Regions from separate parts of the Mus musculus genome. Here all the other regions are linked to region 1. A link is a contact called in public HiChIP or PLAC-seq and Micro-C data. All regions are on one chromosome and are shown on one strand. Each heading gives the region's core, a stretch centred on a gene start, on an enhancer-like site or on the middle of the called end of the contact. The rest is flanking DNA. Distances are from core to core; before and after follow the strand shown. Region 1 holds the start of Tiam2 (T cell lymphoma invasion and metastasis 2). Region 2 has its middle 5.7 kb from the start of Gm34035. Region 3 overlaps Tiam2 (T cell lymphoma invasion and metastasis 2).

Region 1 (4,852 bases), core at 819-3,318:
GCCCCTCCCTCAAGCATCTTTTATGGGATGTTAGACATGGAAGCTTGGGTCCTGTGGGAGTTTGCTTGGCTACTGTAAATAACAAACACAGATATACCTCACCATTATTTTTTTCTACCCATCAAAAAAGACCTTTGCCACCCTAAAGTAACAGGTTTCATTTTCCTTTCAGCTGAGCAGGAAAAATAAATCCAATGATATGAAAATGTGCTTTTAAATTCATCTTAATATTAGACTTTTGGAATTTTAAAAAAGATATGATAATCTTTTTTTTAAAAATCTTCTAATTATTAGGGTGTGTGTGTGTATACGCACGAGTAGGAGGAGGGGGAAGAATAAGAGGAGGAGGAGGAAGAGGAGGAGGAGGAGGAGGAAGAGGAGGAGGTGGAGATGGTAAGAAGGGAATCAGGTCACTTGGAGCTGGAGATACAGACAGTTGTGTGCCTGATGTGGGCTGTGGGAACTGAACCCAGCTCTTAACCACTGGGGCATTTCTCCACTACCACCTGGTCTGCCTGTCCCAACCGGCCCCTTGTTCTGTTCTGTTCTTTTCTCTTTCTTTCTTTCTTTTTTTGTTTTATGTTTTTTGAAACAAGGCCTCACTGTGTAGCCTTGAATAGCCTCAAACTCAGAGATCTGCTGGGATTAAATGTGTGCACAACCATGCCCAGCTAAAACTACAACTTAAAACAGGTGGGGGGGGGGAGGAAGGAGGAGGAGGAGGGGAGGAGAAGAGGGAGGGAAGGAAGGAAGGAAGGAAGGAAGGAAGGAAGGAAGGAAGATAGGAAAAGTAGTTGGAAAGCACATATGCACTCACGGGCTACGCAAACGGAAGAGGAGCAGATGGTACTCTACTCGCAGAGCTTGATCTGTGCCTTTAAGAAACTTGTAAGCCATTTTTAAAAAGCTCTTAAAAACCATTGTTTTCTATCTTGAATTGGAGACGTCAGGTGTTATCTGTTAAACGAGGACCACAGCGACAATAGAGAGAAATAGAGAGCGAGAACTGCCCCAGAAGAGAAGCTTGGACCTTCGCACTCACCGGAGTGTACACTTGTAGCACACCTAGTCTGCCTGGGAATGTCACCTAGCGGCTTCTCTTCCAGCAGCTGCCAGGGAACTGCAGGAAAATTTCCCGGGAATGGAATTATCTTCGCTAACGAGCAGCTTCCCCCACCCATAATATAAAGTTACCCTATTTTTCTTTTTCTTTTTTCTTTTTTAAAGTAAGGAGGGCCATAGAAGCAGCGCGTCCATATTAAGTTTCCGGTCTCAGAGATAAAAACCCCTCAATTTTACTCGCTACACTTTGCTGCTGGAAGAATGGGCCCTTTTCTTCCTGAACTGTTTGTGGTAAATACGATCCATCAGGGACACAATGTTGTCGGCTTTCACTGAAACTTGGCACCGCAGCCGGCGGGGAGTCGCGCGGGTCTAGGTGGTCGCAGGACGAGCGATCCTCGCCCCTCTTCCCAACCCCAATGGCCAAGCCAGGGATGCTCACATTCTCCCTGCTGCGCCCTTCTCCCCTGGACGCAAGGAAATGGGCACTGATGGGAATGGACGGCGCCGCCACCTCGCAACCTGGATGGCACAGCTGAACCTAATTGTACCCGCGCCACGCGTGGGGCAGGGCAAGACCTCACTTCGGAGTTTTCTGGAAAAGGATCCTGCCTTGAGCCAAGCTGGACAAGAGAGAATGCGAAACCGCTGAAGACTGCCACCCTCCTGGACGCAGCAAAGTGACCCCGCCGCGCCCCTGATTGCCTCCACAGCGGGCGGAGAGGACGGACGAGGCTGGCCCACTGGTGGAGGCTGGGACTGTGCTGTGCAGCACCCCACTGCAGGATCCCGGGAGCCTATGCGAGACGACCCAGACGCCCTCCCTCGCGTCCCTCCCTTCGGCGCCCTTACCTCGGTCCAAGTTTCAACACAGAGGACCGGTCGAGCCCGGCTCTGCGCCCCTGAGCGAGGCCCCGTGGGGACTCAGGGCACACTCCGCGAAGTTTTCTCCGTCACTTTGTTCTCCACTCGCTGAGCCGGGAAGGTCAAGGCTTCTCTAGCTCCGCACTGCCGAAGTGAGGCCAGATCGGCGGCCACACCTTCCTACGCTCCGCTCGCCCCGCCCCCGCCCGGACACTCCCTTGACACGCCCCGACACGCCCCTCAGAGTCACACACACACACACACACACACACACACACACACACACACACACCCGCCTCGCAAACCACGCCACGCCTCCCGGCCGGGACCCCCTTCTCCTGCTGGACTGACTCCACCGACACATTACATCCCCAGTAACCAAAACAGCTCTCAGATGGAATCTGCGAGCCAGCCAGTCGCTGTGGCCCAGACCACAAACTACAAAGCGCGCGCGATCCTGGCCCTTCCAGTGTGTGCTGCAAAGAAGTTTCCTCGGGTCCCACCCAGAGCAGCTCAGAAGCACAGGACTCCGTGTTAGAAGAGGCCACCCATCATCCTCCCCTTGGAGAGAGGCTGGGTGTGATAGCTGAAAGGCAGATGACAGGGTTGAGTTGGGTTTGGGATTTGTGAGGGCCTATTAGGCAAACCTGAGGGAGCCAGTGAGCCCACGTGAGGGGAGTGTGCTCCGCATGCTGGGACCACCATTCTCTCCTGTGACCTGAAGACTCCTCATCCGAGAGGTGAGAGAAGGGACAGGAATGTGGCCAATTTTCCTTGGGGAGAAGTCTACCTACTTTTTATGGCACCACAGACAAAACGAAGTAGGATTCCATCAAAATCCAACTTGGGGAACCAAGGAGTATAAATTATTGGACTTACTCACAGAGCAGGAGTGAATGTGGGTGACCTCCAAATCGGCCCCACCCCAGAATGGACTACTCATAACTGCATATTTAGAATCCCCCTCAGTTAACCTCTCATACGCTGTAGAATATGGGACCTCCCAAGACCGAGGCCGCTCTCAATTCCAGCTGGCTGGAGGGTGCAGGAGGGAATATCAAGGGAGGGGTCAAAGACCCTCTCCACCCAGTCCTTCTGTGAGGGAACACCAACGTTCAACAGGATTGATCTTGGGGGTCACCGCAGCTCTGAGGTCTACAGCGGTTTGTTACTATGGTTCCCCAAGATACAGGCATCAATGCAAGACTAGCTGTAGAGGGTCATCTTCATAGCACACGAATATGGAATTAAATGGGCAGGGTGCGTGTGTGTGTGTGTGTGTGTGTGTGTGTGTGTGTGTGTGCGCGTGCGTGTGTATGTGTGTGTGTGTGCGCGCGTGTGTGCACGTGTGTGTGCGCGTGTGTGTGCATGTGTGTGTGCACGTGTGTGTGTGTGTGTGTGCACGTGTGTGTGTACGTGTGTGCGTGTGCGTGTGTGTGCGCACGTGTGTGTGTGTGTGTGTTGCTCAGTAGTTAAGAACACTTGTGTTTGTAGGCAGCCGAGTTTCTATTCCCAGCACCCAGATAGCAGGTCACAACCATTTATAACCCCGGATCGAGGGGATCCAACTCCCTCCTCTGATCTCAGATGGCACTGGCATGGATAAAGGCAAAACACTCATATGCAGAAAAATAATTTTTTAAAAAATCTAAGCATGAAGGGAGCTGAGGAGAGAGCCAGATGACCCTCCATATGAAGGAGAGGAAAGTAGCCAACCTAACCTGAGATCTACAATCATGAGTTTTGTGACCTCACCATGTCTATATACATGTATATGCAATATACACTAAATAAATATATAAACACATTTTTTTTTCTGATTATAAAAGAAATGTGTGAGGCTGAAGACATGGCTCAGCCATTAAGAGCACTAACTGCTCTTCCAGAGGTCCTGAGTTCAATTCCCAGCAACCACATGGTGGCTCACAGCCATCTGTAATGAGATCTGATGCCCTCTTCTGGTGTGTCTGAAGACAGTGACAGTGTACTCATATAGATAAAGTAAATAAATAAATATTTTTTAAAGTAATGTGTTTGTACAACAGTACCTAGTGTTAGTATTCTAAGATTCGCCCCACAATTATCTGGCAACAGCCAGGTATGCCTGCTTTACTATAAAAGGGGCTGTTTGCCCCCTCCGCACTTTTTTTTTTTTGGTGGTCCTGGGAATTGAACTCAGGACCTCTGCTTGCTACGGCCCAAAGATTTACTTATTATTATATGTAAGTACACTGTAGCTGTCTTTAGACACACACAGGTGGACCTTCAGAAGAATAGTCAGTGCTCTTAACCACTGAGCCATCTCTCCAGCCCTCCTTACTTTCTTACCTTCTGACTCTCTTACACTCTCTGACCCATCTCTCCCCATTTCCCTCCCCCTTCTATCCTCTCCTCTCCTCTCCACTCCTCTCCTCTCCTCTTTTCTCTCTCTCTCTTTCTCTGTCTCTCCTCCCTTCCCAACTCCCCTCCCCATACCCTAAATAAACTCTATTCTATACTATATCCATCATATGGCTGGTGCCTCAGGCCTGCATAGGCACCCCTTCCACCTCATCATACCATGCCTCTACCAAACATATTCCTGGCTTTCTTTCCTTTTAATAAAACATAACATCTATGATCCAAATGGTTGCATCTCCCCTAGTGCTTCTAAAAACACTTCCGGAATGGGTAGGCATATTAATTTTCTTGTTGCTGTGACCAAATACATGACAAGAAGCAATTTAAGATAGTATGGATTTATTTGGGGTGATGGTTTGAAGGTGCAGTCCGTAATGTCCAGAGATGTAGGGTGGACTTGTTCATGGCTTGAGACCCAAGTGGGAACTAGTATATTCACACCTCTGTGAACCAGAAAGCAGAGATCTAGAAATGATGGCTGTCTTCCGGCTGTCTCTTTCCAGTCTGTTCAGTCTTGGCCCACTGT
Region 2 (4,985 bases), core at 558-3,057, 37 kb after region 1:
ACAGGCTCGTTAAATTACTAATAGCAAACTATGGAGGTGTTAAGTAAAATGCTCTCATTTCACAGACAAGGTGAAATGCAATTCAGAATGAAAGTCTGTGGGGATGCCTGTAAAAGTTTGCTGCTGGACGCTTTATTTATTCTGGTAACAGCCAACCCTCTTCTTCCCTGGCTATCAGGTTGATAAAGACATCATGTATACTTCCCTATGCAGTGCTGGTGAGAAATGAATTCAGAAAGCCAAGGTTGGAGGGTTGAACATTGGTTGTGACTCTTGCAGCATAGGAAAGTTTTTGTGGAGATGGTTTCCCCTTGATGGTTGTGTTCTGGTGAGCGTGAAATAGAAGACACCCCAAGTCTGTACCCGAGAGTTCAGAATTACTTATGTAGGGTACTCCTTTGTATAGGAGAAAGAACAGGGTCCAGAGTCTGTCACTTACAGCAGTTTCAGGTCTAGTCAGAAGTTCAGTAACCAGGGATGCTTCTGCGAAATGGTACTTAACCTAGCAGAAACTGTAGCTTAGTAAGGACTTCTGATAGAAAACAAACAAACAAACACCCTCCTGAGTTTCATGTTGATTTAAAACTTAGTTTATAATCTTTCTAAAAATGGAAGTGATTTTCTAATACTAAGCCCAAGTCTCCATATTTCATAGAAAAATGAGCCCTTCAAGATATAATAAAAGCCACACACACACACACACACACCCAGGACAGTTCCCATAGTTTTAGACAGAGGTTGACTTGTCTCCAAAGAGCAAATTTGTCTCTCGCCACCTCAGAAGACCTTAGAGCTTCAGCTGGCTGGGATCTCGGACTAATGGAGTTCAAACCTCTCACCACACGCACCTAAAGACACTGCACGGTGGAGCCGCCAGCCAAATAGCGACCAGGCCAGAGAAAACCAGATAAAATGAGTGCTTACGGGTGGCAGACTCCATGCTCTCTGCTTCAAACACGTGACACCACATGTAGCGCTCAGTCCTCCATGAAGCATGCACAGTGTGCCTCCATTTTACAAATAAAGTCACATAGGCCCAGGAAGCTGGGCTCTTCAGCTGGGCCTCTATATCTGAGCCTCTGTTGCGAAGCAAGCCCCAAGTAGGTACTGTGCACACAAAAGGGCGATTAGCACATTTTCTGACTTCAGTGAGCTCACAATGAATCATGGGTGGAGAGGGGAATTAAGTACCTTAAATAGAACTCTACTGTTCAAACTGCAGTTTCTGATATATCAGGACATAGTTCTTTTTAAAATGGGTCTTTTTTTTTTTTTTCCTCCTCTCCCTTCCGCCAGTGCGGCACAAAACTGTTAGCTCAATCCTTCCTAGGTCAAGTCAGGTGGAGCTCAAGTTTCACGTACAAGAGCAAGACCCTTTCTGAAAAAGAAAGGGAGGGAGGGAGGAAGATGACTGTATACATAAATGAAGCTGACTTTAGAACCAAATGACCACTGTCTTCTTAGAGGTCCATGTGAAATGGGGAGTGCAGAGGAGCCAGACTCTGTCTGGGGATAAGCCAGCATGGATAAGCCAGCATGGAAAGCCAGACGAAGCAGACTGCAGTTCGTTCCTCATCAAGGGTGAGATGCTTGGGGCTGAGAAGGATTCGTAATAAGTTTCAGGGGTAGCACAGCGTGTACGGTCTAGCTCTGTGTCAACTTGCCACATAAGAGAGTTGTCAGTTATTAAAAGAGCATTTTTCTTAAACAGTGATTGATAGGGGAGGCCCAGACCATGGTGGGAGGTGCCATCCCTAGGCTGATGGCCCTGGGTTCTATAAGAAAGCAGGCTTGAGCAATCTATGGGGAGCAAGTCAGTAAGCAGCATGCCTCCATGGCTTCTGCATCAGCTCCTGCCTCCAGGTTCCTGCCCTGACTTCCTTCTGTGATGAACAGTGACGTGGAAGTATAAGCCAAATAAACCCTTTCCTCCCCAATTGGCTTCCCCTTTCCTTCAACCTGGGACTAAGGAATGGGCACCTATCAAGCCACAGGGAGGTTCCATGACATCGACTCTGTACCACAGAAACAGGACCCAGAAGATGTTGATTTAAAACCTCTAAACAGAACATTAAGCCCATCCCTAATTGTTAGAACTGAAGATGCTGCCAGAAGATCAACAACACATTGGCGAGGTCAGGAATGGAACCTCCGATCTCAATATCCCCTAAGAGAAGGGAAGCATAGAAACAGGAAGTCAGGAAGCAGTGAGCTCCACCCAAGCTCAGCCCTTTGGATGACCTGAACTCTGAGCACAGTGCCCTCTGAGACAGCATGGTATTCCAGGATAAAACAGGTACTAAATTTTCTGTCCTTTTAATAAAACTTCCTTCAGACGTGTGCTGGCTACTGTGTTTACAAGCCGGGGGTTTGTGGCAACCCACTCAGGTTTCTGAATACAGATTCCAGCTAGAGATGAGGGCCACTTAGAGAGTAGCCTCACACCACTTCACTGTACTTCCCTCTGACGAAGGGTCTTCGGGGACAAGGCAGAGGCCAGTGGCCTCCTTGTGTTATTTTGGTGACCTAATAATTGCACATTTATCTGTTACATGGTGACAAGAGATGAGGCCACATTTAATTATCTTATCCGCTACTGAATCTACATTTTACTTAGGTAGGTGTGTGGCAACAATGACAAGAACCAGGTACCATACAAAAGAAGTAGTTGTAGAGGCAAGAAAAAAAAAAAAAAGACTAAATGTTTTTCACATTTTTACAGTTTTCCTGATACAACTACAGATCAAAAGGTTGTAACTTAGCCTGCTCTTGCTGTAGGGTATGGCTAACAAGGGGTCACAAGCCAATGACTAAAGCAGAAGAAATAACTAGGGCATGGTTTTTGTTTTAATTCTATCAAGCAGAAAGTTGAGGAGCTGCGCAGTTGCTCAACAGAACCTGGGTTCAGTTTCTCGCAGCCGTCTCAGGCAGCTCACAACTACCTACATGTAATTCCAGCTCTGAGCGCTCTGATGCCCTCTTCTGGCCTCTGTGGGCATCGCACTTACATTCTCAAACAGCCACGCCCACACATATATACATACATTTCCAAAAATAAAATCTGGGCTGGAGTGATGGCTCAGTGGTTAAGGGCATGCACTGCTCTTCCAGAGGACCTGAGTTCAATTCCTAGCAGCCACACCATGCAGTTAATAACTACTGCCCTATAATTCCAACTTGGGGTGGGGCAGGGTGGGGTGGGGTGAGGCAGTGGGGGTGGGGTGAGGCAGCGGGGGTGGGGTGAGGCAGCGGGGGTGGGGTGAGGAGGGGGAGGAATCTGACACCTCTGGTATCCACCATCACTGGCATTCATGTGCACATACCCATAAACACACACACACACACACACACACACACACATGCACATAATCAGAAATAAAAAAAGCAAGTGAATAGTTTCTGTTAAAGTGAACCAAAAGGAAGTCTGTAAATAATCACCATTTTAGGGGTTACTATGTATTGTTATCTATATTAGCAAATTATGTGAGATTTTGAACACATTGGTGCCCATGAAAGATGAAACTGCATTTGATATTTTCTGAGTGTATAATTTCTCATGCACCTTAAGTCTTTATTCATTTATTTGCTTATTAATTTATATTGCACAGGCTAGCCTCAATCTTGCAACTCTCCTGCTTTAGTCTCCAGAGTGCTGGGATTGCATGTGTGCCCCTACCACATCTGGACAACACAGTTATTATTTTTTGGACCAAGGACTCTGGTTTGGCTAATAGGTTCAAGGGCAATACAGCAGAGAGTTCAATGCACAATGGTCCTCCGTAGGCAAAGTGCACATGGACTTTGGTTAATAAATTGGTGCTCTTATCCTCACCCTAGAGGAGAAGAGACATGAGACAGGGTCTCACAACAGTGACCCCCAAACTTTCACTGCTTATTCTGAACTTGTTTATGAGTTCACAGGTATGCTTAATATTTTTGCTGTTTCTTATAGAGCTGATGTATTCTTCTTTATCATAGGACGAACAACATGGAAGATGATGCTGGTTTTTACTATAACCACGGGCAACACAAAAGTCTCGAAGGATTGGATGCTTTTTCTGGACATCAGCAAACATCACCTTTTACTAATAATAGACTAATAATAGTGTAGACTCAAAAGAGATTCACCTGATCCTTTACATTTTAAAGTACTTTTTAGGCTTCACAATTTCACTTAAGTTTCTGGGATAAACATTTGTTTTTAAAAGTCTTAGAATTGGGGCTAGAGAGATGGCTCAGCAGTTAAGAGCCCTGGCTGTTCTTGCAGAGGACCTGGGTTCAATTCCCAGCACCCACACTGCAGCTGGCAACCATCTGCAACTCCAGTTCCAGAGGATCTGCAGCTCTTATGTGACCTCCACCAGCACAATAATGCACCTGGCACACACACACACACACACACACACACACACACACACACGAAAAACACCCGTACATATAAAATAAGAACAAATGACTTTTTAAGAGTCCCAAAATTATAGGCAACACATGAGACAAAGGAATTTAAAAGGTAAAAATTTTTTTTTAATGAGTCTACTGGTTGATCGAATTTAACTTAGCTACTTCTGAGCTTTACCTAAAGGTTGTTCAGTAGATAAAGTCTAAAAAGGCATTTGCAGTGGTAAAATGGAATAGTAAGATGTAGCTAATAGTAACATGTTTTTCGTTCTTTATTTTGGTGCTGAGGTCTCAGTCTAGGCCCTCACCTGCCTCTTAATTGGCTTAGGGACACCCTCAGCCCCACTGATAGTTTGTAATGGGTAAGGTTAAGCTTTTGACGGCAGCCATGCCCAGCAGGATGCTAAGTGGATGACGTGAAAGTGTGAGAACCGAGGACCCCAGGAAGTGAGAAACTGGCTGTTGAAGTGGAGAGGGGAAGGTGTTGGGAATGGGGCGGGGCACAGGGACCCAGCCTCTGGGACAGCAGAGTACATTTCCTGGTTGGCTTGAGTGTCATTCACTTACATTACATCACACACTTGGTG
Region 3 (4,532 bases), core at 1,774-4,273, 43 kb before region 1:
TCACACCTACTTAGGTATCCATGACTCTACCAATCTTTGTCATTAGTGTGGTAAAGAATACAGAATCAATGACTAAGCCATCAATGCCATTTCTGGAGTGTGGTAGTACTAATTGTGTGCAATTCCCTTCTATGTGGCTGCTTTGGCTTCCACCAAATCCTCTATAGCGCCAAAACTCTTCAAATTCAAGTATCCTTCTGTCTTGATGACTTCATCCTAGTCTTGCCTCAATGGGACCTGTTCACGTCCTTAACATATAAGCACACTTTTAGCAAGTGTTTTTCAGGTTTCTTTCTTTCATGTGTGTTTTCTGCCTGAACATATGTCTATACACCACACACATGCATGCCTAGTGCCCTCCGAGGTCAAAAGACAGCACTGGATTCCCTGGAACCACAGCTACAGATGGTTGTAAGCTATGATGTATATGCTGGGAACCAAATCCAGGTCCTCTACAAGAACTATAAGTGCTCTAACCACTGAGTCACTTCCGCAGCTCTAAGCACACCAAGCTACTACTAAACCTATGTCTTACAAATTCATAACCTCCAGGACCCAGACATAATTAATGGATGTCTCAGGCTAACATCATGGTGACACAAATTTTAACATTGAAAAGTTAAACAATCCATATAACAGCAAGGTGTTTAAGGCCCTGGGACCAGAGTCCTTCATTATTAACTAGGTTTATTCCATCAGAAAGAAAATCCTGCAGAACTCTTAAATTCATGAAGGCTATTTCGTGTCACAAATATTACAGACAACTGACTGAACACTGAAGGACTGAAGGAAACAAATTAAACAAAACTTCAACTGAAAATGAATCATCTGTCCCGCTAGTACAAGGTGGCAAAACTCAGACAATTAAGGAAGAGCATGGTAGCATATACCTCCAATATACTTAGAGTGGTGCTTTTCCTTAAATAATAGCAGAGGCTTCAGAGCTGAGTTAGATCTGATGACAAAGGGCACCATCCCCGTTTGCTTTTCTAACACAGTTGGACTACTAAGCAAAGTGTTAGTATAAAGTTGGGCATTTTCCCTGTGTAACAAAATCCCCATGCTTACTGACACAGGCCATCTACTCTTTCTTACAACTTCACAACATAATTCCTTTGTTTGCAGTATTTCTTATTTCTTTTGGTATCTATTCTCAAACACATTCATGAGATCACATCCCTCAAGGTTGCATGGGAGTGCATGCTGCCTTGAAAAGTCTTGGAGAATTGTTTCTCCAAAGGTGCACCTTCCTTCCCTTCTGCTCAGTGGGGCTCTGCTCAGTGTCTAATGGAGCTTGAATCAAACCAGAATAAACCCAGCTTTGAAGTCACTACAGAAGAGAGCTGAGATGACCTACTGCCCACGACTGTGCAGACTACAGGGTTCTAATGCATGGAGCACCAGCGAGGCGTGGGGAGCTGGTTAAGATGAGTGTGAGGAGCTTACAGAGGAGTGAGAGTTTGGCAGGGCAGGAACACAAAGTCAGAGCCAAAGAGGAGGACAAGAGGCTCCCTGAGAATGGCCCAGATTTGCTGGGGATATTGAGCTTTTCCCAGGGAAAGGAACGATACTTGTGTGGATATTCTTTAAAGGGGAGGAGAAGACCTGGGTACTCAGAGGTTGACTGTAAGGAATCAAGAGGGATACCACAAAAGACCAGGAATCTGAAGAGAGAGAGGACCTAGAGCTTTGAAGGAAGGAGCTCTGCACCGCAGAGATGGTACAAGGTTAACACTTTGTATAATGCAGAAAATTAGCATCCTTTGTGCCACACAGGGTCTTTAGGTCCTAATGACTCTGAGATCTCTACGATGGCTGTGACCACACTTAAAATTCTGTATGTAATATTTCTTCTGAAAACCCTACAAATCCAGCAGATTGAATGACCTAAACAGGAATATCAACCAACTAACCAAGCTTTGCTTCAACATACAGCAACAAAAGTCTTTTCTTTTTCTTTTTCCTTTTCTTTCCTTTTTCTTTTTCTTTTTCTTTTTTTTCTTTTCTTTCTTTTTCTTTTTCTTTTCTTTTTTTTTTCCAAAGTTTTCAAGTTTATTATGAAATCTGGGCCTGTTTTCCAAGCCTGAAATTCAAGCCGGTTATAAAGAATCAAAACAAAGGGAAAACTCAAGCCAAACGGGAAAAGAACACACCAGCAACACAACACAGAACACTGCAGTCCATCTACAAAAGACTGCTGCCGAAGTTTATGTGAACACACACACAGCCTCAAGCAATCTGCTCTTGTTCCAGGCCTTCCCAGTTTCTAACAATAAACAGTAAAATTAAGAAAATAGAAATAAACAGGAACCTGACAGAAGTGAGACCTATGGGCACGGGAAGGATTCAGATTGGGGCTGGCGTCTCAAAGGTTAAGAATCTCCCACTCTAAAGGGTTTCCAGATATGCACAAAACCTGTGTCTTCAAGGTACAAACTCTCTGTCTGCTCACACCTAAATCGGACTGGGTTATTTAACACACAATGGAATAGCTGGCTACCCAAGGGTCCTAATGCCTGCCTTCTCCTGCCCAGTGGCCCCCACCAGTGTCTCCAAGCCAAACAGCAGCCTCTCACCTGTGCCTTAACTCATTATTTTCACTGCAGAGGTTTAAAAAAAAAATCACACTTTAAACCTCAGGAGGAGAGATGTGCGTCTATTTGCATCAAGAACATATTCATGGCTTTAGCTCAAAACATCAAGGCTTTGCACAGCTTGGAGCTAAGTAAACATGAAAAAAAGAATGGACCAAAAGCTCATTTATACAAAAGTAAAATGTTACTAATAGCCTATTCTGAAGAAGGGAGAAAGAAAGGAGTCAGCCTGGATGGGAGTGAGGGGGCAGGGCAGCAGGAGAGAAGGGATCTGGGAGGGAGGCCAGGTGGGACAGGAGTCTGAACAGCAATAGCAACCAGACCCAGGGAAAAGTCTAAACAAATGACTTGGTTCTTTCCAGTCTGAATGAACACAAATTACTGGCCGTACAGACATGCAGCAGAATTATGTAACTTAGTTCCAATGTTCAAGCCGGATCTCCACCCTCCGCACCAAATTACTCTAAAGCCTCTGGCCCCGTTGGTAAACAGTTGGCTACAGTTATGCTCATGTCCATTCTTACTCCTTCTCTTTTGAGACATGCTACTGGGCTTGGGCTCACTCACATCACACTTGGTTCTGGGCCAAAACAAAAGTTCCAGGGAACGCCAAATAATCAAATTCCAGCCTCTGCCCCATCCACAATTCACAATTGACGCATAGGCAAGCCAGATCCATAAACCTAAATACAGCAGGGTTTGGTTGTTTTATTATCAATGTTTCTCAGACTACACAGTTAAGGCTTGCAGTTTTCAAAAGTGAAAACTAGATTCTTCGGTCTGCCTGGAGTTCAGATTTAACTCTTAAGTAGGAGGCGTTACACTTGGTCTTTGCACCAACAGCCCTACACACCTATCCTGGCAAAGGAAATCTTTTGGGAAATATTACACTTGAAAAATAAAAAGGATCTTTTTAAAAAATAGATGTAAACTTGTCAATTATCAACAAAAACCTATCACCAAGACAATGAACTACTTAATCACTCACTGGCATTCAGACAGTCTGAGCACTTTCCAAAGCTTTAAGACACCAAGTGATCTTAGGTGTACACAGGTCTATCCTCAGGCCCAAGCCAGTCTGGATCTTCCTGGGATAATCGGACAGAATTCCACAGAAATCCCTGGCTATATTTACTCAGCCATTCCTTCCTGCATCATGTCTGTTTTGCCCTATGGGTTCCTTTTATCCAAAGCTGTCCTTTAGCTCTACTGCCTTATGTTGGAACATGTATCATTGTGTTTTTGCTCATTTGTAGCATTCAGGTAGTATTCAGACCTTAAGCTAAATTGGATCACTAACTTTACATATATGCATATTCATGTAGATTACATGTGTGCATATTCATGTAGTTATGTCACAGATAAGGATGCCATGCAGCAGATGTGCCTACTGATAAATGTACATATATACCCTTGCTCATATCCCACACATACACCAACACACATACACCAATATATACATACACATACCCCATCCTTGGGAATGCAGTAAAGATGTAATATAAACAATCAGTTGACCACCACAAGATGATGGACTTCCTGTTAGTCATGGAAAAATAAAATAAAATAAAAGCACTTAAAGTATCATTTACAGTGTGTTGTAGAACTCTCATTACTGCATTCCTAAGCTTTGAATCACGACCCCTTTTACTAAATTATGTTCTCTTCCCACTAAATCTGAGCCTGTTATTTTCTTTACAAAAACATTAATTACAAGTCACATGCTAGGAAAAAGTAATAAGAAAACCAACAGGCCAGTGTTTTAAACTGGCAAAAGGTCTCAAGAGGAACTTCCTCCAAACAGGTACATGTCTTCATATCCCCTAGAGAAGGCTCAGCAGTTGAGAGCACTCACTGGCTGCCTTTGCTGAGAACCTGGGTTCCCTTCCCAGCACATACATGCTGGCCCATAACTCCAGTTCCAGGGGATCCAACACA

What was found. A called contact is a pair of places that touch in the nucleus more often than the background predicts. HiChIP or PLAC-seq counts read pairs in DNA pulled down with a chosen protein or histone mark.
Region 2: a contact with region 1 is called in a Micro-C map of the HL-1 cell line, with 2.3 times the contacts expected there. The contact joins the enhancer-like site here to the promoter of Tiam2 in region 1. A contact is called at or near these places in 3 of 39 promoter capture datasets (the 3T3-L1 cell line and cranial neural crest), 1 of 15 datasets of contacts at CTCF or cohesin (the NIH/3T3 cell line), 16 of 484 Hi-C or Micro-C datasets (the 3T3-L1 cell line, the C2C12 cell line, the C3H10T1/2 cell line and 11 more), 8 of 115 datasets of contacts at active chromatin or transcription factors (craniofacial prominence, embryonic fibroblasts, embryonic forebrain and 4 more) and 2 of 9 other capture datasets (adipose tissue and liver).
Region 3: a contact with region 1 is called in an HNF4G HiChIP or PLAC-seq map of pancreatic cancer cells. The contact joins the enhancer-like site here to the promoter of Tiam2 in region 1. A contact is called at or near these places in 2 of 39 promoter capture datasets (the 3T3-L1 cell line and cranial neural crest), 1 of 15 datasets of contacts at CTCF or cohesin (the NIH/3T3 cell line), 8 of 484 Hi-C or Micro-C datasets (embryonic fibroblasts, liver, muscle stem cells and 2 more), 6 of 115 datasets of contacts at active chromatin or transcription factors (embryonic fibroblasts, embryonic stem cells and pancreatic cancer cells) and 1 of 9 other capture datasets (adipose tissue).

The regions. Positions count from the first base shown.
Region 1 is chr17:3,323,789-3,328,640 of GRCm38.p6, reverse strand. Tiam2 (T cell lymphoma invasion and metastasis 2) reads right to left here and starts at 2,068. Exons shown (of 27, transcript NM_001122998.1): 1 at 1,915-2,068.
Region 2 is chr17:3,286,548-3,291,532 of GRCm38.p6, reverse strand. No RefSeq gene overlaps it. Among named protein-coding and RNA genes, the nearest start is that of Gm34035, 5.7 kb to the right of the region's middle. Within about 2 kb of position 1,807, at least 13 of the 459 cell types and tissues checked have an H3K27ac peak or open chromatin away from gene starts, as enhancers often do. A contact at or near this core is called in the C2C12 cell line, the HL-1 cell line and pancreatic cancer cells, where this site is marked.
Region 3 is chr17:3,368,297-3,372,828 of GRCm38.p6, reverse strand. All of the region lies in intron 1 of Tiam2 (T cell lymphoma invasion and metastasis 2), which reads right to left. Among named protein-coding and RNA genes, the nearest start is that of Gm52295, 38 kb to the left of the region's middle. Within about 2 kb of position 3,023, at least 54 of the 459 cell types and tissues checked have an H3K27ac peak or open chromatin away from gene starts, as enhancers often do. A contact at or near this core is called in adipose tissue, embryonic fibroblasts, muscle stem cells and 2 more, where this site is marked.